6 separate regions of the Mus musculus genome follow, and regions 2, 3, 4, 5 and 6 are each linked to region 1. The links are chromatin contacts, called in public Hi-C, HiChIP or PLAC-seq and promoter capture Hi-C maps. All regions are on one chromosome and are shown on one strand. Each heading gives the region's core, a stretch centred on a gene start, on an enhancer-like site or on the middle of the called end of the contact. The rest is flanking DNA. Distances are from core to core; before and after follow the strand shown.

Region 1 (4,157 bases), core at 923-3,422:
GTAAGAATTTAAGTATTGGGGGCTGGAGAGATGGCTCAGCAGTCAAGAGCACTGACTGCTCTTCCAAAGGTTCTGAGTTCTTATCTCAGCAACCACATGGTGGCTCACAACCATCTGCAATGAGATCTGACACCCTCTTCTGGAGTGTCTGAAGTCAGCTACAGTGTACTTACATATAATAAATAAATAAATCTTTTTTAAAAAGGTTTTAAGTATTGCCTTCTGGTTGTGTCTACATTCTTTGGGAAATATGAGAAGAAACTTGAAATTGAGGACACATGATGATATTGGAGGAAAAATTCAGGGGAGGAGCTAAGGGCTTAGGAGAATTAATGATGCAGGCAAAACTGAAGTCTTGGGACTTATCTTGGCACTAGCCTACTTGGTTGGGCAGCTTTCCTCATCAGTCAGGAAGAAGGGTGGGGTATAAGAGCCAAGTGGGAACAGGCTGGAAAGATGGCTCAGTGGTTAAGGGCACTGGCTACTTTTCCAGAGGTCCTGAGTTCAGTTCCCAGCAACCACATCTGTAATGGGATCTGATGCCCTCTTCTGGCACGTAGGTGTATATGCAGATAGAGTACTCATATACATAAATCTTTTTTTTTAATTTTTAAATAAAAATTTAAAAAAATAATCAAGAGGGGGAAAATATATCAAGATTTGCCCTGGCCCTTTTTTTTTTAAGAGGAAACTTAACAGGGTTAGCATTTCACTTTTGTTGTATTTTGTTTTTATGATTTTTGTTTATGTGTTTGTGTGCACATGCACATTTGGAGCTCAGACCATGTGAGTTGGTGCAGAGGCAGGTGGATCTCTGTGAATTCAAGGATAGCCTGGACTATGGAGTGAGTTCCAGGACTACATAGAAAAACCTTGCCTTGAGGAAAAAAAAAAAAAAAGAGGGGCTAAAGAGATGGATGGCTCAATGGTTAAGAGCACTGACTGCTCTCCCAGAAGACCTGGGTTCAATTCCCAGCAACCGCATGGCAGCTCACAACTGTCTGTAACTCCAATGTCTGATACCTTCACACAGACATACACACAGGCCAAACACTAATGCACATAAAATAAAAATAAATTATTTTTTAAAAAAGAATAACTCTGATTTTTCTTAGGGGGTGTTATCTAATTTAACAATAAATAACTCTTAGAAGTCAAGTTTGCAGGCTGGATAGATGGCTCAGCAGTTAAGAGCACTGTCAGCTCTTCCTAAAGGACCAGGGTTCAATTCCCAAAATCTAAATGGCAGCTTACAACTGTCTGTAACTCCACCTCCAGGGGATCAATCATACATGCAAGCAAAGCACCATTGCACACAATAACTAATTGATTAAAAATAAAGTCATTTGCTTAAAATTAAAATACAAGTTGCATCTTTTTTTCTTATTCTAAACCTGATAGCTTAGATGAAATGCTATCCTTTCTTGGGCTAAGTCCTCCCAGTAGTCACCTAAGCGAACTGCATTAGTAGACATGTACAAGACACTTGACATTTATTTACCACTTGAACATGGTCTCCCTAGGCTTCAGCTACATTGTGCAATAGATGACTATAGTGGTTCTTTTACAGGACCATTAAAAAGATTAAATGAGAAAGCTAATATATGCAAAGTACTTATCACCATGTCTAGTAATGTACTTAATAAGTAGCCCATAGAATGCGTCACTTGAATAGTCATGTACGTTGATAGTGTGTTGAATGGACATAATCTTTTTTTACCTGATTGATTGACCTATGGGGCTCTATAAATATTGCTATGAGATATACATGGTTGTTTAAATAAATGCATTTTTAAATATAAATAAATAAAATAAAAAAGTAGGCAGAAAAAGAGTCTATGGAATAGAACATTCCCAGCCCGGTAGGAAAGCCTTCTCTAAGATCTGAAAGCTGGAATGTTGCCTTTTCCCGTGAAGTGACCCTCTGTCTCAGTCTTCCCAGCGCCAGGACCTATCAGATTCCAGTCCACTTCTTTCCTTGCGCCACCGGCTCCAAACAGGCGTGCTTTTTCTCCACGTGGTTCTCTGTATATACCCGGTTACCTGGGAGATGCGCGCCGGGCGGGGCTCTACTGACGCAACAATAGGAACAAGCCAATAGCCATGACGTATATCAGTGACGCAAACGCGGGGTGTGGTTTGGCCGGCCCGGGCGCAATGAGGCTGCTGCCCGCTGGGTGGCGCCGATTTCCCGGGGAGGTCCTTTCTGGGCCCCCGGCGGAGGTGGGGGAGAGGCGGGCAGGCACCGAGCGAGGCCAGGGAGCCCTCTGCGTCAGCCACTGCTCGCTGCGCCGCGCCAGTACCAGCCAGGACTCATCCGCAGCTCCATGCTTGTGCCCGGTTCGACTCGTCCATCCTCCGAGAAGAGGCAGGTACGTGCCACCTGTCGCAGGTCGGGGAAGGAAAAAGCCAGGGTCAGTACCAGCTTTGAGACTCGGAAAGTAGGGTGTCAAAGGCAGCCTGGGCAGTCTGGACGTGAGAAATGTAGGGCGAGGGCCAGATGTGTGGAGGGGGAGACTCCAGCTGTGGGTGCCAGTGTATGAGAGGGGCTGCCAGCTGCCAGCTCGGGGTGCCAGGAAGAGCCATCTGTGTGCTGATCAATGTGTTCTGAGGAAACACTGTAACCGCGGGTACAGGTCTCCCCGCCCTGTGTGTTGTGTAGCCCGAGAATGACCCCTGGACCCTGACACCCCCCTCTCCCCACGTGTGTGTGCAGCTAACAACCTCCCTGTTGTTAAACATCCCGGGGCTATCTCTTGGTCAGTTTTCCAAAGCGGGGGAAGGGGCTTAGGGGAAGCTAGCAGTTAAGCGGAAGGGAAAAATTTTCCACCAATCCCAAATCAGAAAGAGGCAACTTTGAAATTCTCACCAATCCCAAAGCAAAAGCAGCCATGCAATGTTCTCTGACATGCAACTTGCCTAGGGGAGTCCTGGTCAACCGTTTCTAGCTCTCCAGAGAAAAGAGAACTCCTAGCTCTTAACCCCAGAGCTTTTGAGAATGAAGTTGAGTTGAAGATTCTAGTAGGGGTTGCTTATCTCCCCCAAACACGGGCATATAAGCTTGCACACACACACACACACACACACACACACACACACACACACACACATCAAACCACAAAACAAGAGGCATGGAGAACTGATGGATGGCCTGGGGTGGGGGATGTCCCCTACTCTTTGATGCTGTAGGCGCATGCCGCTCTGGAATGAGGATTGGAATGAGGGCGTCCTCCAAAGTGCATCACCAGGACCCAGTCTGAGTCAGTACCTTGTGCTGAGACAGGGTGGAGGCACCAGCCCTCGGGCCTTCCAGTCTCCAGGGAGAGCCATCAAGAAGCAGAAGATTCCTCTTGGGAGCAGACAGGTGCACCGAGGCCAGAACGATGGTCCTCTCATGACCCTGTCCAGCCTGCCTTTGACACCCTGGAACCCTGAGCCCTCCAACAGGTAGACTGGAACTGCTCCTCTGGAGCCAAACATTCCCTGGCAGCCCAAGGAAGCCACACTTGATTTTTTTTTTTTTTTTCTGAGCAAAGGGGAAAGGAGCCCAAGTAGGCTTGGCCTGTCGCCTTGGGAAAGTGGCAAAGTCTGTCTGACCTTTCCATTTGGGGGACGTGGATTGTTTCAGAAAACTGCAGGAATATTATTTGCCATCAGCAGTTTCCTGAAAGGTGGCCCAAGGCCTTTTTCTTCTAGGGTTGCCTGCTACAACTAACATTAGTGACTTGACAGTGAACACGGCCAATAAGCTTGTCGTTTGTTGTACTCTTGCTATGTTCGAGGAGACTTAAAACTATTATTTTATCCTCACCATTGTGAGACATAGTCACGACTGTTGTTATTCATGGGTTTTGTTTGTTTGTTTGTTCCTTTGTGGTTTTTTGTTTGTTTGTGTTTGGTTTTGTTGAGACAGAGTTTCTTTGTGTAGCCCTGGCTATCTGCTTTGTAGACCAGGCTGTCCTTGAACTCAGAGATCTGCCTGTTTCTGTCTCCCAAGTGCTGGGATAAAGGCATGTGTCACCATGCTAGTTCTATTATTCATGTTTTACAAACTACATAGCTAAGATTCAGAGACCTGAGTATCCTCACAAGCTATCTTAGATCCAATACAGGAAAGAGTAAGAATTCAGGCCTAGACCTACAAGTCCACCTTAAAA
Region 2 (4,157 bases), core at 976-3,475, 430 kb after region 1:
TGCTGTTGTATTTTGAGGCAGACCAGGCTGGCCTTGAACTCACAGAGCTTTGCTTGCCTCCTTGTTTTGGGATTAAGTCATGAGGTACCACAGCTGACAAGACAAACCTTGTTGCCTCAGTTTCCCCACTGTTGGTGCTGATCGATACTGTGATTGCAAGTTTTGTAGTTGCCCTGGACCTAGAGAAGGACTTGAGTTTCCAAGGACCCGCCCCCCATTCCTTTGTCCTTGCCCTTCATTTCTGCCCCCCCCCCCCCCCAACGCCGTCCCCCATCTGCTTGCTTGACTTAGTTTTGGAGCCTTCCACCATCCTTCTAACACTGCCCCCTGCTCTGTTCTGTCACCAGACCAGAGGAAACTGTCCTCAAATGGCTCCAATGGCCTTCCTGGTCTAGGAGTCAGGGGCCTTCCTTGGGAAGAAATAGGCAGTGTGGGGCTGTGAGGGCGATGGTAGTGGTCACACCTGCTTCAGGTCGTAGGGTACCGTCTTGAACATTTTCTGGCTATGGAAGGGCAGTGCCTGAGAGATGAGCTAAGCACACCCAGCATGTCAGCACCCCTGGGATCCAGTGGGGTACCCCTGGAATCCTTCCCTACCTACGAGCGAGCGAGCGTTGAAGAAAGTCCAGTGTGTCTCAGGGCAGGGGTCCATGTGAGCCACTGGGACTCACAAAGGTCCTGAGCTAGGACTGGGATCGTAGGGATGGAGTGCGGGAACTTCTGGGTGAGGGACCACGAGGTAGATGGTAGGGCCGGGTTGCCTACAAGAAGGAAGAATCTATGTCGGCAGGTCATTAGGATCTTCTGTGGATTACGGAGTAACAGGGTCCTGGGTCTGAGGCCTGGGCTGGGCTACCAGGTACCTTCCATTGTCTTGGCCTAGGGGGGATGGGCTAGAGGCTGAAGCTGTGCTGCCCACCACCTCCTGGGACAGAGAGAACTTCCTCTTTTCTATGGGCTCGGGAGGCGAGAGAGCTCACGAGAGCTCATGTGCCTGCACCATGGTGCTTAGCTGTTAAGCTGGCCGTGCCTCCTGTGCCCAGCCTCTGGGCCTGCCTGTTCCTTGGGCAGGCTGGGGCTATTTTTGGGATTGGGCTGGGGCTCTGGGGCCGGTTTCAGATGTTCCAACGTGAACAGGAGAAAGCAGGGACAGATGGCTAGAGGGTTCTGATCAGTGGGTCCTGCTGGGAACAGGGTTATTTTTAGGACCTTATTAACCCTTTGGGGCTCTGTGGGGCCACCCTGAGAGGTATTGCCCTTTCTGGTTGAGAAAAGAGCAGGGCTTCGTCCTCAGGCTTCCCCTCTAGTTCTGTGTATCAGCTGCCCTTTCTATCTAAGACCTTCTCTTTAGAGAGTACCATGGCTCCACACTGCATGTGTTTCCCAAAGGGGTCAGACTGGGGGAGGGCTGCAGATCACTGAAAGAGAAGTATCCTTCACTTACCCCCCTGGGTAAGACCTGAGGCTGAGGGAGCTTCAGATGGCTGCTCTCTGCATCCACACATTCTGGGTCGGAGACCCTCAGAGAGCTCAGGGGTGCTCAAGGATGGATGCCTGTTAGTAGAGTGAACAAGCTTCTTCACAGAGTGCAGAGAAAGCCATGCCTTCTCTGCACGGGGATGATGCCCATAAGCCCTGCTTGCCTGAATACTCACAAGGCAACTCTCTAGATGGTTCTTCTCATTACAAATGCACCTTCCTGACATGCCGCGTTCTTGGGAACTATGTCAGGAAAGAGAGGGTGCCCAAGGGATTTGGTTGAGGGCTAATGTGTCGTAGACATTTTTAGGTAGTTTCTGGTAATGACCTCACTTTGTGATTTTGCCTGTGAGGGAACCGAGGCTCAGAGGGATGAAGAGGTGGACAAGGTTCAGCAGTTTAGAAGAGGCTCCATGGGACTGGCACTCGCCCTGCCCAACTACAGATTATTCTTTTGTAACCCCATGCATGCCAGGATGCATGGTCAAGGCTACTGTAGGCAACAGAACTTGTCACGGGAAAGTTTATGGAGTGGATGTGAGAAAGGAGGCCTTAGAGCAGGGGACCCTGCTTGTCACTGCTTTCACTGTCCTGTAGGTCCTGTAAGTCCTTCTTGCCCGAGGGTGCCAGGACTGACACTAGAAACCCAGTTTGGCCTTCCTGTCTGCCCTGCAGGAGATCACAGGCACACATCCTGTCTCATCACCCCACCCCCACTAGCCCTGGCCCACAAGCCCCTGCTTCCTGGAGGGTCATGGCTGTCTGCATGTCAACGTAGACAGAGGAGCTCGTGGCTACTCAGGTGCTGCCGGTGCCAAGAGCTTGGGCCAGGCCGGCAAGGCAAGGGATGGAGGATGTGTCTGCCTCTGGCAGTACCTGGGGGAGAGAGCAGAGTGTGGCAGGCAGTCTCTGGGCGAGGTCCCACCCGTGGTGCGCTGGCTGTGCCAGTAGCCTGCCCGCACTCCACTCCTCCCACAATGGCCCCATTGTTTCCAGTAGCCAGGCAGTTTGGAGGAGGTTCCTCGGTCACCCATGCCCCCCCTAAATAGGGGCCAGATTAACCCCTTGGGAGACTCGGACCAGGTGAAGGTCCCAGGAAGCTACCTGGCTCAGTTTTCCCCTGTTGAAGGGAAGCTTGAGGTGTCATTCCTTACCCACGTGCATACAGCAGCAGGCCACCTCCTGACACTGGGGTCACCCATCAGGAAGAGGTAGCACCTAGACCCTCCCCTGCCCCCACTCTAGTACAGGTGCCAGGGGGCAGGAAGTGCCAGTAGGGTGGCAGTGCAGTCCAGATATATCTGGGCGGTGGGGCTAATTCCAGCCACCACCGTTGGCTCCGCTGGCTTCTGCACTCCTTTCCTTCCTGTGAAACCAGAGCTGGGTTGGGCCCAGCTCAGGATTTCGGTGGATTTAAAGAGGCAGCCCATCTCTGCCAGCTTGGCTTCCTTCCCCCTCCCCAGGTGGGGTCTGAGGCCTAGAGAGGCCTAGAGGCCTTTGAGCACCTCATTTGCCCTGGGCTAACCCCTGGCCCGGGCCTCAGTCAGGGTACTAGGCACTCCTCTCTCCCAGAGCCTTGGGCGGGTGGGGTGGGCGGGGGTGGGCTGTGGTTTCCTGTGTTGGCTGTTTGTGCCTGGCCCAGAGTGCCCGCTGCCTGCCTGGGCTTCCTGCCCTGTCTTGTTTCCTAGTGCTCTCCCCCCTCCCCACCCCTCTCCCTAGGGGGAGGGAGTAACTAGGGATTGGGCATCAGTCTTTTGGGGGCACCCTACTGCCAGGGCATGATTACTTCCTGAGGTCTGGACTCACTGGTAATGGCTGAAAGAGCCAAAAGAAGTGAGGTGAACTTAGGCCTGTCCTGGCAAGGCCATTTGTCCCCACAGGCTCCAGAGGGACAGTGGTCCAGCAAGAGTAGAACTAATCTCCCACAGGCATTCTGTTTAAAGATCCTGCATTGCAAAGGTCTAGGATCAGCAGACTTGACGGTCCTGCAGGGTTAGGATTGTATGACCTTACCCTGGGGCTATAGGTGGGGCAGGCTGGAAACTCCCAGGTGAAGCCTCCTAAGCAAAACTGGTTTATTTGCATGGACTCCTGGGAGGGGAGTTGTAGCTAGGAAGGGGGGCAGGACCCCACCCCACCCCCAAGCCTGGAAGTCCCCACCTAGAGGGTCCCCACTAAAATAACACCTTGGGTCCTCTCTTTGAGCTAGGTTCTGAATCCCCAACCTCCTAGCTGAGTCACCACCTCAGGGAAACTTATCTGAGTGCTACAAGGAAGCTTCTGAGATCCAGGGGACACCAGGAGAAAGGGGACTTGGGACATTGTCTTGGGAACTGAATCTCCCTCGGCCCAGAACCTGCTCCCTATGAATCCCACATTTTTTTTCTCTAGATGTCTCTGCTCACTGCACGTGAGGGACATGGCCCACCCAAGCATTTCTCACTGTTCCCGGGGTTTCCCTGGCCTCGCAGACATAGTGCATAGGTTCTCCGATGAAGTATTTATTTTACTGATGACATCATTGGCCTTGAAGTGAAATGTATTTTGGTTGTTGTCGTCACCATAGTTGTTGCATGTGTACATCTGCGTGTGTGTGTGTGTGTGTGTGTGTGTGTGTGTGATAGCATCTCACTACACAGACCTAGATGGCCCGGAATCTGGTATGTAGCCTGGGATAG
Region 3 (4,157 bases), core at 1,045-3,544, 340 kb after region 1:
AGTACCCAATCTTTGGAGGAATTCACTTTCCAGGGCCAGTCAGGAGAAATACTGTGAACAGTCTAGCAGGAGTGTCAACATTTCTTTTAGGTTTATCTCCCTTCTGTACACACTATATCTTATACACTTTGCTACAAAACATTGTTTCCCTAAGATTTATTTAATTTTTATTTACCATCTCACTTAGTCACCTGGTGACAGAGAAGTCACTCCATCTCTAGCCGCCTCTGTAGGCTGCTTTATGTAGCAATAAAAACTAAAAATGGGCTTATGGAAGTGTATGAGTGTTTTTGCCTGCATGGATGCATGTGTACCACATATGTGCCTGGTGACTATGGAAGCCAGAAGAAGCCATCACGTCCCTTCCAATAGGAGTTGGTTGTGAGCCACCATGTGGATGCTAGCTCTCTGCAAGAACAGCAAACACCAAACCATTTCTTCAGCCCCAAACTGAAACATGTTATACTAAACGTGTTAGCTAAAGCCAACATGCTACGGAATACGTACCTTATTAGTTCATGGCTACTGCTATGTCAACACACCTTACACTACAGGCAGTCACAGGAAGACTTTCTTTCTTTCTCTTTTTTTTTTTTTTTTTTTTGAGACAGGGTTTCTCTGTGTAGCCATGGCTGTCCTGGAACTCACCCTTATAGACCAGGCTGGCCTCAAACTTAGAAATCCGCCTGCCTCTGCCTCCCAAGTGCTGGGATCAAAGGCATGCGCCACGCCCGGCTACAGAAAGAATTTCAATGTCCACTTAATTTAATTATCTAATTAAGTGGTGGTGGTGGTGATTGGCACACGCCTTTAAACCCAGCGCTTGGAAGGCAGAGAGAAGTGGATCTCTGAGTTTGAGGCTAGGCTGGTCTACAGAGTGAGTTCCAAGACAACCTAGTCTTCCACTAGCAGCCTTTGGATTAAGACATAGAACTCTCAGCTCCTCCTGCGTCATGCCTGCCTGGATACTGCCATGCTCTCACCTTGATGATAATGGACTGAACCTCTGAACCTGTAAGCCAGCCCCAATTAAATGTTTTTTATAAGACTTGCCTTGGTCATGGTGTCTGTTCACAGCAGTAAAACCCTAATACAGAAGTTGAAGAGAAACCCTATCCCCCCCAAATTTTTTTTTTTCAAAAATTCAATTACCTTATGTTAATGATGAAGAAACTAGGGTCAAGAGGACAAGACCTGACTGGGCAAAAATCAAACTACCTCAAACCTGGCTATAGTTGACATTTCTTCATAAAAAGAGTTCAGCCACTTAAAGAGGTACACAGTAATTGTACCTCTTTAAGTACACAAAGAAACACTTTAGCCGGCCTAGAGACAGATGCACTAGTCAGGGGAGGAAATGTTTAAAAGGGGTAGGGAAACTTACGAGTGGAACATCGAGGCCAGCATAAGCTTCTCGTTAGAGGTAAGGCGGGGCCGGCCGAATCGGATGGAAACCGGGTAATTCGCAGGGTTACCCAGATACTCCAGCACTTCTTTCCCGTCAGCCGTGTACTTGCCATTCACGTCCATGCCATTGATGGCCAACACTGCATGGCCCACTACAAGAAGAGTGGCTAAGGATCAGAGATGGCCCGGGCCACTCCCCGCCCCGCTTACTCCCACTCCCATTCTTTCACTCTCACTCCCACTCCCACCCCGCACCAGCCCACTTCCGCAGCGCCAGCCCCGCCCTCGAGCCCGGCCCACCCCGGATGCCGTCGCGCTGGCCGAAAGCGACCAGCACGCGTTCGTCGTGCAGTTTCAGCAGCAGGTCCAGCGGGTAACTGAAAGTCTTCTCAGCCTCAGCCCGTGGCGAATAGCTGTCCCACTGGTAAATCAGGCCGCCGGCTTTGTTCACCACGTACACGCTAAAAATCGCCATCACTGTGCTACGGATAGGGTACTACGATCCCGCCCCTTCCAGGCGCTCCAGTCCCGGAACTGGTGTCATAGCCTCGCCTCTGCTCTCCCTCCTGCGGCCCTCCCCCCTCCTAAAGCGCACGCGCAAGCCAAGGCCCCCATTGCTTTAACAAACACATTTCTGGGAACTGGCCTACTGTATTTCTCAGTGACAGAGCAGAGAATTAGTGGCTGTTGGGTGACCCGCAGCAAAGTGCAGCAATTTTACGACCAGTCTCAGAGTTTGCAGGTTGGAAGTCACGCCCCCTATCCCATCCCACAAGAGGCGGAGTTTAGCCAAGACGTGGCTCCACCCATTGCCCCGGAAGTACTCTCTCGAGGCAGAGGTTTCTGGGATTGTTGGGCCACCGGGCTTCCTTTTTTTCCGACATCTTAGCGAGGCTGCTGTGGTCTACACGACTCTCTGAGCTTCGCCATGGTAAGGCCCGCGAGGGTTGAGCAGTGGGGTTCAGAGGATCGGGCGGTGCTGGGGGGAGGTGGAGGCGACCCTACACGGACTGCTTCGTGACCCGCGGGCCTGCCTCTCCGGGCGGCTGCCGCCATCGTGTCCATGTGCTCCGGCGGCGGCGCCTGGGTGGGTGAAGGGCTGCGATCGGGGTGCATGGGACCACCATGTGACTGGCCTGCACTCCCGCTTTCTTCCCCTAGCCTCCCAAAGACGACAAGAAGAAGAAAGATGCCGGAAAGTCGGCCAAAAAGGATAAAGACCCAGTAAATAAATCTGGTGGCAAGGCCAAGAAGAAGGTAGGCGATAGCTATTTGTAATGGGAATCTGTGGGACCTGTCGTGAACTTGTGCTGTAAGTTTTTCCCCAGATACCGAATTCTAAAATCACATAGTCACTTTAAGAATACAGTGGTGTAATACTTTTATAAAGTAATGGTATTAAACCTTATTAATGTTACGACCCTTTTAAGATGGTTCCCCTTTTGACCACCAGCTGTGAAATTACTATTTGTTTTTTCAAGATGGGTTTCTCTGAATAGCCCTGACTGTCCTGAACTCACTCTGTAGACCAGGCTGGCCTCGAACTTAGAAATCTGCCTGCCTCGGCCTCCCGAGTGCTGGGATTAAAGGCATGTGCCACCACTGCCCAGCTCATGAAATTATTTTTTTTTTTATGAAATTATTTTTGTTGTTGCTACTTAATAGTTTTGCTACTGCTATGAACTGTAAGGCATATGTCTGGTCTTCAGGGTATCTGATAGCGACTCCAAAGTTGCCAATGCAATAAGCCAAGAAGTCTCTAATTTCCCTGAGATGATCGTGACAGAGCTTTCTCAGATGCTTGATGTTAGGGAGCAAAGGGATGGTTCTGACTGGTTCTCATTTGTTTTGATGAGCAGAAGTGGTCCAAAGGCAAAGTTCGGGACAAGTTGAACAATCTTGTCCTGTTCGACAAAGCGACATACGACAAGCTCTGTAAGGAGGTTCCGAACTATAAGCTTATTACTCCAGCCGTGGTCTCTGAGAGACTGAAGATTCGCGGTTCCTTGGCCAGGGCAGCCCTTCAGGAGCTCCTTAGTAAAGGTAGGTGATGTGCCCTTGTTCTTACCAGTGCATTGTCTTGTTGGGAGCAGTATGACTGGAAAGACTTATGAAGGATAGACTGACTTCCAGAGTCTTAAGTTTTAGTAACTTCAGTGTCCTGCATTCCTTTGCAGTCCTTGAATTCCTGGCCCTTTTTATTTATTTATTTATTGCTTCTCCGTTAATTGGGATTAAAGTCCAGAGTACCACCTTGCCTTGTTATTTTGGAATGCCATCTCACTTTGTTGTCCGGGCAAATTATTCTCCTGCCTCTGGTGGGATTTTTTTTGTTTGTTTGTTTTTTTGTTTTTCGAGACAGGGTTTCCTCTGTGTAGCCCTGGCTGTCCTGGAACTCACTCTGTAGACCAGGCTGGCCTTGAATTAAGAAATCTGCCCGCCTCTGCCTCCCGAGTGCTGGGATTAAAGGCGTGCGCCACCACGCCCGGCTTGGCTATAGTTTTAAGTACATAAACTTAGCAGATAGGATCTAGGTGTTGTTACAAGTATAAACTATGGTCCTTAACATAGAGGTGGTGGCCCCTTAAGTCTGTGCCAAGGATGTGGAAGAGTTTGTGTAGTTACTCCTGTAACCACAACACTTCCATGGCAAAATGGACTTACCCAGGAGCTCAGGCCAACTCTGCACGGCACCCGCTGTACAGCAGCGTGAGACATACTGCCTCAACAGGATGGAAGAAAAGACTGAC
Region 4 (4,157 bases), core at 892-3,391, 310 kb after region 1:
AGACAACTACAGTGTATTTACATATAATAAATAAATAATTTAAAGAATTAAAAAAAAAAAAAAAACACAGCTGGACATGGTGACATGCATCTTTAGTCCCAGCATTCCAGAGGCAGAGGCAGGCAGATCTTTGAATTTAAGGCCAGCCTGGTCTACAGAGAAAATTCCAAGACAGCCAGAGCTACACAGAGAAACACCAAAGAAAAACAATACAACAACTAACGACTTAAAGGAACAGGAGGGGCTGGAGAGATGGCTCAGTGGTTAAGAGCCCTGACTGCTCGTTCCAGAGGTCCTGAGTTCAATTCCCAGCAACCACATGGTGGCTCACAACCATCTGATGACCTCTTCTGGTGTGTCTGAAGGCAGCTACAGTGTACTCATATAAATGAATGAATGAATAAAAAAATATTTTTAAAAAAGGAACAGGAGAGGGGGGAAAGGAGGAGGGGAAGTGAGAGGGAGAGAGGGAGAGAAAAGGGGAGTGCACTAGAGAGATGTTGGGTGTCCTGCACAAGCCTGAGTACCTGAGTTCAGAGGAAAATATTCGCATTTTAAAAGGCCCTATGCACTTGTAATCACAGTGCTGTTGAGGTTGGAGTAGGGAAACTCACTGGGGCTTGGTGGGCACCAGCCTAGCTCCATGTTTCATGAGAGACCCTGTCTAAAAAAATAAATAAGGCAGAAATTGATAGAGCAGGACATCTAATGTTCTTTTCTGGACTCAGCACACACACACAAACACAAATGCCATATGTGTGTACAGCACACACAAAATGAAAAAAGCGAAACTCAACAGAATCGACAACTTACACATCTATCACTGGCAGATAAAGCCCACATTATGCACTGTTGTACACAATGTTGTACAGTAGTAACGAGGGAAATCCCACTGACACAGAAAATTCTTAGTTGAAAAATAGCAAATAATTGCTTTTTTTGTTATTGTTCGAAAAATGTTACTTTTCTAGAAAGAGATATGTGTATCATAATGAGCAGGAAGTTACATATCATGCTACAGATAAGAGTGGGAGGTTGTGTCAGGGGACTTACTTTTATTTATAAATCTTTTCTCTGGGTAGCAGTGTGTGTGTTTGGTTGGTTTCGTTTTTGAGACAGAGTTTCTCTGGGTAGCCTTGGTTGTTTGTTGTGGAACTTGCTCCGTAGACCAGGATGGCCTCAAGCAGGTAGAGATCTGCTTGCCTCTGCCTCCCAAGTGCTAAGATTAAGGCCACCACCACCAGTCCGTTCCTAATCTTTACATCACATGAATACTCATTTTTTAAAAAAAGATTTATTTATTATTATATGTAAGTACACTGTCTTTAGACACACTAGAAGAGGGAGGGCATCATATCTCATTATGGGTGGTTGTGAGCCACCCACCATGTGATTGCTGGGAATTGAACTCCGTACCTTTGGAAGAGCAGTCAGTGCTCTTACCCACTGAGCCATTTCACCAGCCCGAATACTCATTTCTTTTCTTAATTTTTGAACGGTGTTGTTGATGGAATCCAGAGCCTTAACTACGCCAGACAAGAGCTGTATCTCTGAGCTATTTTCCCAGCCCTGAACCATTCCTAAGAAGAAACAATGACGGTACCAAAGGTCAAGCCAATTAAAGTCTTATTTTTTAGTTTGCAATATCGTCTCTCGTACTATTGGGGTTCAGAGTTAAAGCCAATCCGTCACAAACACGGTTTATCTCCGGCCCATCAGCGAACATCATTCTTGTGGCTTAGGTTTTTCAATGAACCCATAAAGTTGGAGTGGTCCCCTGTTATCTTGCCCAAGTCCAGGGCACACGCATGCGCCTCTTCCGCGTCGCCGCAGCGAATGCAGCTCAGTATGATTCCGTCGCGCGGATGCCCCAGGTAACCGGAAGAAGGCCAAGGACTTCGCAATCCACGAGAGCACCTGCTCCCACGCGGGGTTCCGCTAGGGTTCCGCATCGAAGCGTCCGGCACCGATGCTGGCAGAAGTCCCGCGAGGAGTAACCCGGCCGCGAACCGTGACGTGGCCCAATCCGCAGCCAGCTCTGGCAGTTTCGTCCCAACCGGTACTCAGGCCCAGCTGCGTCCTCGAGGGGCGGGGCCGCAGAGGGGCGGGTCTTCTACGTGGACCAATGGGGTCTCGCGCCGGGTCTCGTGGGCGGTGCTAAGTGCGCGGCGCAGGGCCGAGCGGCAGGGGCGCCAATGAGCGTGCGCCGCGTCCGGGGCCGGCTGGTGCGCGAGACGCCGCTGAGAGGTTGGTGGCCACTGTAACAGTTTGCAAACGAAGGGGAGTTGTGAAGGGCCCGGGGTTGGGGTCGTGCTGCTGGCCGTGTGGGTACGTCCTCGCCGCCTTGATCCCGGAGCGAAGGACACAGGAGCTGAAGGCCAGAGGGAGCGGGGGTGAGGATGGAGCAGCCGTCGGGCCGCGGCTCCTAGGGGAGGCAGCGTGCTAGCTTCGGGGGCGGGCCGGTAGCCGGAGCGAGGGCCGCACGGACACCGGTCCCTTCGGTCCTGAAGTTCAGGCGCTGAGCTGCCCCCTCGCGCTCAGGGTGGGCCTGAATCCATTTCTGGGAGTGGGATCTTCCACCTTCGTCAGGTGAGGTTTAGGTGAACATCCACCCGGCTTGTAACCTTAGCCTGCACAACGTCTGCGTAGGCAGCGTGGCCCAGGAGTGGGATGGGCAAGGAGGGTGGGCTGGACAATGCTCAGGGAATTCAGAGAAGGGGACAAACCCTTCTGTGCCAGCCATCCCCAACGTCATCACCTTCCAGTTCCTGCCCAAGCTCAACCTGGCTTTCCCGGCCACCCGGGAACCCCAGGTGTGAGGTATTTGAGCCGATTTCGAGGGTCCTGGCCAAGCTCCAGGTGTCTGACAGGTACAGTGCTGTGGTGTGCCGATTGCTTACCTGTACGTAGACCGAAAAAAGGTCAACTCTTATTTGTCTAAGTAAGTGGTGGAGGGCCCTTTTGCTTCGGCCCGAATGTGAGACACTTGGGAGGATGTTTAAAATGATTGAAACTCCTCAGGAAGGAAGAGAAGAGGTCGAGCTGCTGTGCTTTTTTGCCAAAGTGCAACAGATAAGAATCTTTGAGCTTGTCTGTTCTGGGATGTGGTTCTGTTTCCTTCTTCATTCAGCATCCAGTTACAAGTGTTTTTCCTTTCCCATTAGGGTCACAATGGCAGCCACAGTAAGAAGGCAGAGGCCAAGGAGGCTACTCTGTTGGGCCTTGGTGGCTGTCCTCTTGGCAGACCTGTTGGCACTGAGCGGTATGTACCTGGCTAAGGTGTTAAAGAAGAATGGAAGGATAAGAGGGCACAAGGTGCCTACTCGAGTTTGGGGTTGCTGGATCTAGCCTTTTTCTTTGTCTTTGCCATGGAAAGCAGGCTGCTTCCATTGATTTGCCTTAGGAAGGCAGGAGGGTGTGGGAAGCAGAGAACTGACAGAGAAACCTACATTCTGTCTTCCCTTCAGACACATTGGCTGTGATGTCTGTAGACCTGGGCAGTGAATCCATGAAGGTGGCCATTGTCAAGCCTGGAGTGCCCATGGAGATTGTATTGAACAAGTAAGAGTAGATCTGGGTCAGGGGTGTGTTTATAATTTATAGTGCCCACTTCAGACTGTGATGGCTGAGCCCCCGTATGAGATCTGGTGGCGTCTGGCTTCATAGTCTGCTGCAGGCAGCTGGGCTAATGCTGCTTTTTCTTAGGGAATCTCGGAGGAAAACTCCAGTGACTGTGACCTTGAAAGAAAATGAAAGGTTTTTAGGTGATAGTGCAGCCGGCATGGTGAGTAACAGCCCTAGCCAGATTCGTTCCCTCAGAGGCTAGCCTTTTATCTAGCTGGATGAAGTAGAGGCAAGGTAAGGTAGGTTTGGGCCTAAGAATTGGCTGGGTCTCCTCCTTTCAGGCCATCAAGAACCCAAAGGCTACGCTCCGTTATTTCCAGCACCTCCTTGGAAAACAGGCGGATAACCCTCATGTGGCCCTTTACCGGTCCCGTTTCCCAGAACATGAGCTAATTGTTGACCCACAGAGGCAGACTGTGCGCTTCCAGATCAGTCCGTGAGTGTCCAGAGTGGGAAGGAAGCCCCTTGTTGGCGCATGTGTCCGTGGTTATTGGGCTTGGTGTTTGCCTTCCTGGACCTCACCTCCTCCTCCT
Region 5 (4,157 bases), core at 769-3,268, 290 kb after region 1:
AGACACAACAGTTGGCTCTGTCCCTGGGATGGCAGGGAAAATCCGGGTGCAGAGTGGATTGCCACCGTCTCTCTTTTCCAGGTTCCAGATCTTTACCTAGAGACAGACCACAGACATGTGAAAGTTAGTTTCCCTCCAACCAAAAACCATTCCTCGGGCTTCTGGATTTTTCTTTTCTGGGACTTACCAGAGGGTTAATACCCTCTTCATCCTCACCAACCGATGCCAGAATATTGTGCTGCTTCAGCTGATATAAGTGTGTCACCCGTAGTTTGTAGGCCTGGAACCCTGTAAGCTGTAGAGAACGTGGCAAGAACCAGATCTGGCCTTCCATATGTGCAGGGTGGTCAAGGTGCCTCTTTTCCAAGGAGTGACGTGACCCTCCCCCACCTCGTCTACAGCTGCATATTCTATGCATTAATAGTACAAGGAGGAATTAAAATATCTTAGGAGAAGCCAGGGCTGGAGACATAGCACACAACTGACACTTCCTTAGCACACACAAGGCCCTGGGTTAGATATCTAGCACCATATATAACTGGGTGCAGAGGCACATGTTTGTAATCTTAGAACTCCAGAGGTAAAGGTAAGAAGGTTAGAAGTCATCCTTGGCTAAATGGGATCTTGTGTTATAAATTTAAAAAAGAAAGAAGGAAATGAAACACACACATGCACTTGTAATCTTAAGAGAGATTACATTCACATAATTTCAATTACAGGATATTATTATAATTGTCCTGTTTTAGTATTATTGTTGCTAATTTCTTACTGCACCTTATTTAAAAATTAAAAGTATGATCAGTGTGTTGTCACTGACTTAGCAACTTTTAATTTACAATCCTACAAAAGTGACAAGCAGCAGAAATTCTACTTTGAGGGCTGAGGGGCAGAGCATGTAAGAAGAAAGCATAATTGACAAGTTTCCAGAGCTAGTAATATGGGTAAGATACTCCTTTGAGGATAGCCCTTAATCCCAGTGATCTGGAGCCAAGAGATGGGCGTGAGTTCAAGACCAGCCTAGTCTACACATTGAGACCCTGTCCAAGATGTTGAAAAAGATACTCTCTTGTGATGCTGGGCACATTTAGCTCCCGGTCAGCAATGGAATCAGAAGGGAACATTGATATAGTATAGTTATAGTGTACTCTGTTGCTATTTAGACTGGTAGACTAGGCAAGATAAATGCATTTTTGGCTTGTATAACTTTCCATTTATGATGGATCTGCCTGGATGTAAACCTATCTTAAGTTGAGGAATGAGCGTCTCTGAAAGGAAAAAGTAGCCCCTATGTAGTTTGTAACTACCAGTGGCTTGAGACCTCAGCTGGGGTCTGACTGTACATCCCAAGGGCTTCCCCACATAGCTCATAGCTCGTGAACAAAGCAAACAAAGTCCTTATCTATCTACCTCCTCGCCTACAATATTAGACAGGGACTGTAACACCTCACACACACTCACAATCAAACACACACACACACACACACACACACACACACATATTTTAAAGGCAAGTTGCGTCTATTTGCGAGGGGGCCGATCTTAACCTTTGTCAAACTGGCATTAACAACCTTTTTCCAGTAAAGGAACCTGAAGCCGAGAGTTAAATGACTTGCTCAGGACTGCTCAGTTGACAAGTGAGAAAATGAACTTCCTTCTTTCTCCCATCAGCCCACAAAAGACATCTGGGCTCGCGTCTAACTGCGAGCACGCAAAACGCCACTGACAGATTGCATTCGCTGTAGAAACTCGTCCGGCGTGCGCTGAGGAAAGAAACACCTCCGAAAGAAGGATATCTCCAAAGACCAGGCTCCCGCGGCCTGAGTCGCAGACAGTGATGCCAGGAGGGAGGCAAAGGAACTTGGAAGCAGCGGATCCCGACACAGGCGCGGCACCGGGAGCAGCCCCATCATTACCCAGCGGCTCCTTCACCAGCTCCTTCTCGAAGAAAACGAAACGCCGCCACTGCAGGTAGGCCGCCATCTTGCCGAAGGCCCCCGCCTCCGGAAGCGAAATCACGTGAACCGAAAGGCGAGTCATGTGACAGTGGGGAGCATGCGCACAAAAGGCTTGCTGCTCGGGACTGAGAGGTGGGGCGTGCTCCGTAGCTCCTTAATGCTCTTTTGATCTTGTTAGGACTGACAACGTCCTTCAAGAGAGTGGTGGCGCGATTCGAGGTCCGCATGCCCTCCACAGAGAGGCGGTGTCTCAAAACTCAATACTCTGTTCGATGCAGAGAATAATGTTTTGGGAAGCTATCTAATTCATCAGCTTTTTAATTTTGCAAAATAAAGCTGTAATTAAGTGCCACCTTTTTAAAAGTAGTTAATAGACTGCCCGATCAAATCCAAAGCTTTTTAGATGTATAAAACTTTATAGGGGGCTGGAGAGATGGCTCAGTGGTTAAGAGCACCGACTGCTCTTCCAGAGGTCCTGAGTTCAATTCCCAGCAACCACATGGTGGCTCACAACCATCTGTAATGAGATCTGACGCCCTCTTCTGGTGTGTGAGAAGACAGCTATAGTGTACTCATATACATTGGGTAAATAAATATATCTTAAAAAAACAAAACAAGGGCTGGAGAGATGGCTCAGAGGTTAAGAGCACTGACTGCTCTTCCAAAGGTCCCGAGTTCAATTCCCAGCAACCACATGGTGGCTCACAACCATCTGTAATAAGATCTGACGCCCTCTTCTGGTGTGTCTGAAGACAGCTACAGTGTACTTACATATAATAAATAAATTAAAAAAACAAAACAAAACAAAAAAAACTTTATAGGGCTGAAGAGATAGCTCAGCGGTTAAGAGCACTGACTGCTCTTCTGAAAGTCCCGAGTTCAAATCCTAGCAACCACATGGTGGCTCACAACCATCTGTAATGGGATCTGATGCCCTCTTCTGGTGTGTCTGAAGACAGCTACAGTGTACTTAGATATAATACTAAACAAAACTTTATAAGTAAAATTATGCTATCAAGAAGCAACTAGAGCCGGGTGGTGGTGGCGCACGCCTTTAATCCCAGCACTTGGGAGGCAGAGACAGGCAGATTTCTGAGTTCGAGACCAGCCTGGTCTACAGACAGAGTGAGTTCCAGGACAGCCAGGGCTACACAGAGAAACACTGTCTCGAAAAAAACAAAAACAAAAACAAAAACAAAAAAGAAGCAGCTAGATGGACAGTATGTACTTTCTGTGCAGATCTCTATAGAAAATCCACCACTGTATACCAGTCAGAAAGTTTACTCTAACCAAGAAAGTCTTGAGGTTTTTGTTTGTTTGTGGTGACAATGGGGGACAGACAAATCAATAAAATGCTCAGTCACTGATGAGGATTTCACACATTTTGTGAATTCTAGCTTGCTGTGCTTAAGTTTGTTTGTTTGTTTTTAAACCTGTCAGAGATATTTTAGGTCATAAATGGAAGAAAGCAAGTATATGAAACCGGTTTTTCAACTGCTGGAAAAAATTTAAAAAAAGTTTGGTCCTGCCCCCGACACAGTTTGAATCAACCTTGTGTATTATATTCTGTTCTGCTTCAGAGTGTATAACTTCTCATACACCCAATCCATGTTTGCTGAGGTGCAAAATGCAACTCCTAAGACCCTGTTAACCTTCTTATCCTTCCTATAGAGGAAGAGGCAAGCAAAGACCAGGGAGTGGCAGCTTTGAGAGTAGAGTGATTTTAATAAGTCAAGGTCTTCCATAGCTGTCCAACCGGCTCTGTGTAGAAACAGCTCTGTGTCCTGTGTCCTGTTTGTGTGTCAGGGGGAACCATGAAGTTTGTGTCAAAAGAAGCATTGTGAAGAAAGTGACAATGATATCAAGGTGACATCTTGTTCACTGAGACTGATTTAGTGAATTTTGTTATCTAGGCAGATGTCCCTTCTCTCACCACTCTGTGTGTGACTGTGGCCTTCCTGTAGCATGTTCTGTCGAAGACCCTGTCCTTCCAGGACAGAGGAGGACCATTTCTCAGTTCAAACATACAAGTAGCTGACCTCCCCTGCTAGAACCTCCAAACATGCTCTCAACAAGTACTGTGATGCCAGGCAAGTCAGGGATACATAATGAGATCTTGTCTTCAAACAAAATAAGAGAGAATAGCATATGCAAGCATGCCACCTCGTGCTCCTCCTCCTGCCACTGCCACATGGCAGTCTT
Region 6 (4,157 bases), core at 1,165-3,664, 280 kb after region 1:
TTTTTTTTTGTTTGTTTGTTTGTTTTTGTTTAGTTTTGTTTTGTTTTTAAGACTGGGTTTCTCTGTATAGTCCTGGAACTCACTTTGTAGACCAGGCTGGCCTCGAACTCAGAAATCCACCTGCCTCTGGCTGCCTCCCAAGTGCTGGGATTATAGGCGTGCGCCACCACCACCCAGCAGGTTTTATATTTCATTTCCTTGATTGTTTCCATTTTCATTGATGAGATGAGGAGCATAAACATTCTACAGCATGTATGCATGAGTCAGATGACAACTTGTGGGATTCAACCCTCTTCTTTCACCAAGTGCACCCCACGGACTGAACTCAGGTCATTGGCTTGACAGCAAATGCCTTTACCACCTAAGCCACTGTAAGCCAGCCTTCTGGTGCCCCTAAGGCACAATCTAAGTTCCTCGGGCTGGTTCAAATCCCTCTGTAGCCCAGGCTGGCCCAGAATCTCTGATCCTGTCTTAGCCTCCCCAGTAGCTGGGATTTCAGGTCCGTGCCACTGAGCCCAACTCCACAAACTCTAAATAGTCAACCAATTGGCTTTCCTGCCACACTATGTCTGACAACCTTCAAAACAGAGGGCTAAGCGGTCAAGTTCCAAATGGAAAAAAAAACAAAACAAAACAAAACAAAAAAAAAAACTCAAAGATTCCCACAGTAGGATTAATCCTGCCCAGGGCCCTCCCTCCCATGCATGTCCTCCCCGCTTACTTGCAGATGGCTCCAATAGTAAAGCCAGGAGGTAGTATGGTAGGCACATCCTTCAGGGAGTGAACGACCAGGTCCACTCTGGAGACGACATGGGGAGGACACAGAGAGAGGCTTTGAGTAGGTGACCTTACCTCCACCACCCACCCCAGCATCCTTGACCGTTCAGGAAGATAGCATCTTAAGATCTAAGACCTGGTCTCTTCTCAACTACTCTACCCCATTTCCCCAGACAGTCTGATTCCCCAGGTAGTTAGGCTACTCCAAGGCAAGGCTCTCTCCTCTGTGAAAGCCTGTGAGCTCCACAGTCTAACCCGACAGTCCTGCCAATATTGGGGAGCCACTTTGGGGTTCTAGGCTCGGGGTACCACATTCCTCCATCCTCACTCACTCGTTTTTTTCCAGGGCGTTTTCTAGCTCCTTGGTAAACAGGCTCTTCTCTCCAATCTGCCAGGCAAGAGAGAGCCTCAGAGTGAACCCCTTACACGTGGGAGAGGGACAAGAAGAATGGGGACAAGGACTGGCGTTACCTTAGAGAGTGCAGTATCAAGAATCTTGTCTCCCGTGGTGGACATAGCAACTGAGGAGAGAGTCAATCAGATACCCATTAACACCTACTGAGTCACCCCTCGTTCAGGCCTTGACTGGATTCACAGTGGAGTCTGAGGCATAGAAGACCCAGCCCCTACTCTCTCAGATACACACACCGACAGAAAAAGCAGACATACTCATAAAAGAACCCAAAGCAGAAAGTATGAAATGTCAGGCTAGCCCGGGCAGCTGGAGGAGATGTGCACAGGAGACAATCTTTCTTTCCCTTCACAAGCAGCCAGAATAGTCTTACAAGGCAGGCTTTGACCACAGGCAAAGCCAGAGATGCCCTGTCCTCCGGTTCACTGGCTTCCCGTTCACTACCAATCACTCCTCTCAAGAAAACTTACTGATTTCAAACTGTATGCCAGGGTACAAGGCTTTCAGCATCGCCACCACAGTGTCGGTCTGTATGCGAGCCAGCTGGGGAAAGAGAGTCAGATGGTTTCTCACCTCCCCTGGCCACTGGCCCAGGCTCAGACCCTCATATGGACCAAGAAAGCAATGAAAGGGGTTAGACTTCTCACATGAGGCCTGCCCTGAGAGTCCCTTCTCTGTACCCCAATCATTTCCCTGCTCCAGAGACTCTCTTTTCTGTACCCCATGAAATCGACTCTCACACACTCTTATTTGCTCAATGCTAGCCTTTGGGTCCCACTAGTGACCCTGTGAGTCTCTGGGTCCCACTAGTGACCCTGTGAGCATTACAATTCTTGAGACAACGCGCTATGTCTGTACTCACCTGGCTCTTACGGGTGCCCACTCGAATCACCCTCATCTTTGAGCCGTTTTCTTCCTGCAGAAGAAAGTCCCTAGGTTACGATCTTTTCCTCATTCAAAGAACTAGGATCACAGGCTTAGGAAAGAGGACTCCCAGGTCCTAGGCAGGTGAGGCTGCTAGGAAGGAGAGACTCCCAGGACTGGTCCTTGAATCTTCCTTGGTACCTTCTGCCCTCCTACGGGATCCAGAGAAGCAAGACCAGAGGAAAAGCTGTAATAGGATCTGTTGTGGCAGCAGCAACAGGACACTGAGCCCCAAAGCCCAGCCTGGCCAAGGAGGTTCTGAGTGGGAGGGCTGCACACAGCCAGGTGGGCAAAATGATAAGGCCCATCAGCCTCGGCACAGTGAGGGTGGGCCCTGCTGGAGGGTGGGGCCTACAGAAGCTGGGGCAGGACAGCCGAAGCCTCCCATTGCTAGAGAACAAGCTCACTGTCCACAACAACTCAGGCACTTGAGAAGGCCTCACTAAGCCCTGGGTGAGTCACTAAGCATCCCTTAGTACCACCAGGATGTACTCCTAACAAGGACTGAAATCAACCAAGCTAATGTACAGCCCTTTCATGCCCTTGGCTGGGTGACTTTGGGAACATCATCCCATCAAGGGCTTGTTAAATTAAAGGCCACCTCATGCCTCAAGAAGTCCCAGAAGACTACAAGAATAAACTGCCTAACAGTCATTGCCTACTGGCTTCCTCTGGTGTCTTAAGCCAGAGCCAAGAGCTCAAAAGGACACACCTCTTTCTTTTGTTAAGGCGCCTTGGATAAAGGTGTCTAGGGCCAAGCAGGTAGAACTGGGTTCTGCAGTCTGATACAAAGGGGACAGGAGTCACTGTACAGATTGTCCCCCTTCCCTGCACCAGGTTCCTCATCTCACAGGTTCTTCTATAACCAGACACTCAAGTTCTTGGTCACTGAAGGTGAAAACTTGCTCTTGGACTCCAGTCTACTCCACTGCTGAAGATCCCTCCAACAAACGACTCTGAGATAGCCTTTGCAATTTAGCTGGGCTTGAAATAACACAGAAATTTCGGACAACAGGGAGCCCATAGAAAGGAATTGCTAAGTTCAAACAATTTGTTTTTTAATTAATTGACCCAGAACAGCATTTGAGCCGTGTCTGCATATTGTCCTTGCAACAACCCTACTAGGTTAGACAGGGTAGGTACTTCCACCCGTGTCACAGAAGCAAAGATGCAGAGTGGTCAAATTACTGTCTAAACATCTCACAGCTATGAACAGACAGAAAGTGGGTGCTGAAATCCAGGCCTTCCTACCCTAACCCTGTGCTCTAAAAATGTTTTCATAGCCAAGACTACTGCTTACTGCCTGGGCAGGAGATAAGCAGGCTTCCCAGCTCAGCCTTATCTCAGGCAGCCTGCCCACAAGTTCAGAACTTTCCAGGCAGGCCAGAAATGACAAGGCCCAGGGGTGGGTTCCCCCGCTCACAATAGCAATTCAGGTGTGTCTCTACTAGGACTTTTGTGGGTGGCTAAGGCTGGGTGACTTCATAACGGTGAACGGGAGAAGGCGTGTAACCTCCAAGATGTTTGTATACAGTTTTAAGAAGTGGGGTGTGCTCTCCCCTGAATGAAGTGGATCGTATTCCGAGATAGCTGGATTTGCCTCAGCCCCTTCTTCGTGAAAAGGATCTTGTCTGTGTATAATCCTTTACTGGCCGGGAACAACAGAGATCCAGCCAGAGCCTACAGGGATGGAATCCCAGGGCGGACCACCTTTCCACTCACAACCCCGCCCCCACTGCTCGAGATCACTCCTTCCCTGCCTTAGGGCAACCTAGTTACTGGCCCTTTAAAAAAAACCTTGGGGGGGGGGGGAAAATGACAGCTAACTATTCCGACCAATAGACGACGAGAACATGGCAACCCGGGGCCAATCATTGCACCCAGAAAGCCCCGAGAAGTGCGGGTCATCGGTCACCGGCTCAGAACTCACCGCGGTTGTGGCCGCGCCGCCGTTACCGGACATGACTCCGCCCAGGGCGCAGGCGCGGCAGTGCCGCTGCGGTCCCCTGGTGTCTGCAGAAGCCGGCGACCTGGGCCGGCCGGG

The links. Promoter capture Hi-C pulls out the DNA fragments that hold promoters and counts their contacts. A called contact is a pair of places that touch in the nucleus more often than the background predicts. HiChIP or PLAC-seq counts read pairs in DNA pulled down with a chosen protein or histone mark. Capture Hi-C pulls out chosen DNA fragments and counts their contacts.
Region 2: a promoter capture Hi-C map of pre-B cells shows a contact between it and region 1, with 3 times the contacts expected there. The contact joins the enhancer-like site here to the promoter of Usp2 in region 1. A contact is called at or near these places in 2 of 39 promoter capture datasets (liver and pre-B cells), 1 of 484 Hi-C or Micro-C datasets (cardiomyocytes), 2 of 115 datasets of contacts at active chromatin or transcription factors (bone marrow-derived macrophages and embryonic stem cells) and 2 of 9 other capture datasets (adipose tissue and embryonic stem cells).
Region 3: a contact with region 1 is called in a promoter capture Hi-C map of liver. The contact joins the promoter of Rps25 here to the promoter of Usp2 in region 1. A contact is called at or near these places in 9 of 39 promoter capture datasets (the 3T3-L1 cell line, 3T3-L1-derived adipocytes, the C10 cell line and 5 more), 2 of 484 Hi-C or Micro-C datasets (liver and pro-B cells), 10 of 115 datasets of contacts at active chromatin or transcription factors (the 230-238 cell line, T-cell acute lymphoblastic leukemia, bone marrow-derived macrophages and 6 more) and 3 of 9 other capture datasets (adipose tissue, liver and pancreatic islet).
Region 4: an H3K27ac HiChIP or PLAC-seq map of embryonic stem cells shows a contact between it and region 1, with 9 read pairs. The contact joins the promoter of Hyou1 here to the promoter of Usp2 in region 1. A contact is called at or near these places in 9 of 39 promoter capture datasets (the 3T3-L1 cell line, the HPC-7 cell line, HPC-7-derived erythroid cells and 5 more), 2 of 484 Hi-C or Micro-C datasets (liver and pro-B cells), 9 of 115 datasets of contacts at active chromatin or transcription factors (the 230-238 cell line, T-cell acute lymphoblastic leukemia, embryonic stem cells and 6 more) and 2 of 9 other capture datasets (adipose tissue and liver).
Region 5: a promoter capture Hi-C map of neural stem cells shows a contact between it and region 1. The contact joins the promoter of Vps11 here to the promoter of Usp2 in region 1. A contact is called at or near these places in 3 of 39 promoter capture datasets (3T3-L1-derived adipocytes, embryonic stem cells and neural stem cells), 8 of 115 datasets of contacts at active chromatin or transcription factors (the SCID.adh cell line, T-cell acute lymphoblastic leukemia, embryonic stem cells and 5 more) and 2 of 9 other capture datasets (adipose tissue and liver).
Region 6: a Hi-C map of regulatory T cells shows a contact between it and region 1, with 4 times the contacts expected there. The contact joins the promoter of Hmbs here to the promoter of Usp2 in region 1. A contact is called at or near these places in 1 of 39 promoter capture datasets (neural stem cells), 1 of 15 datasets of contacts at CTCF or cohesin (embryonic stem cells), 2 of 484 Hi-C or Micro-C datasets (Sertoli cells and regulatory T cells), 11 of 115 datasets of contacts at active chromatin or transcription factors (the NIH/3T3 cell line, embryonic hindbrain, embryonic midbrain and 7 more) and 4 of 9 other capture datasets (adipose tissue, embryonic stem cells, liver and 1 more).

The regions. Positions count from the first base shown.
Region 1 is chr9:44,064,849-44,069,005 of GRCm38.p6, forward strand. It overlaps Usp2 (ubiquitin specific peptidase 2), which reads left to right and starts at 2,173. Exons shown (of 13, transcript NM_198092.2): 1 at 2,173-2,372. Gm39325 (a long non-coding RNA gene) reads right to left here. Exons shown (of 3, transcript XR_870690.2): 3 at 1,477-2,383.
Region 2 is chr9:44,492,141-44,496,297 of GRCm38.p6, forward strand. It overlaps a transcript of Bcl9l not described here. Among named protein-coding and RNA genes, the nearest start is that of Bcl9l, 4.9 kb to the right of the region's middle. Within about 2 kb of position 2,226, at least 151 of the 459 cell types and tissues checked have an H3K27ac peak or open chromatin away from gene starts, as enhancers often do. A contact at or near this core is called in bone marrow-derived macrophages, cardiomyocytes and pre-B cells, where this site is marked.
Region 3 is chr9:44,405,420-44,409,576 of GRCm38.p6, forward strand. It overlaps Rps25 (ribosomal protein S25), which reads left to right and starts at 2,295. Exons shown (of 5, transcript NM_024266.3): 1 at 2,295-2,338; 2 at 2,569-2,664; 3 at 3,267-3,450. The coding sequence starts at 2,336. It overlaps Trappc4 (trafficking protein particle complex 4), which reads right to left and starts at 2,129. Exons shown (of 5, transcript NM_021789.2): 1 at 1,708-2,129; 2 at 1,385-1,559. The coding sequence starts at 1,882.
Region 4 is chr9:44,377,349-44,381,505 of GRCm38.p6, forward strand. Hyou1 (hypoxia up-regulated 1) reads left to right here and starts at 2,142. Exons shown (of 26, transcript NM_021395.4): 1 at 2,142-2,247; 2 at 3,165-3,262; 3 at 3,468-3,561; 4 at 3,706-3,784; 5 at 3,906-4,060. The coding sequence starts at 3,172.
Region 5 is chr9:44,359,652-44,363,808 of GRCm38.p6, forward strand. Vps11 (VPS11, CORVET/HOPS core subunit) reads right to left here and starts at 2,019. Exons shown (of 16, transcript NM_027889.2): 1 at 1,794-2,019; 2 at 188-336; 3 at 1-96. The coding sequence starts at 1,980.
Region 6 is chr9:44,339,967-44,344,123 of GRCm38.p6, forward strand. It overlaps Hmbs (hydroxymethylbilane synthase), which reads right to left and starts at 2,415. Exons shown (of 14, transcript NM_001110251.1): 1 at 2,255-2,415; 2 at 2,052-2,105; 3 at 1,660-1,732; 4 at 1,249-1,298; 5 at 1,110-1,165; 6 at 722-799. The coding sequence starts at 2,087.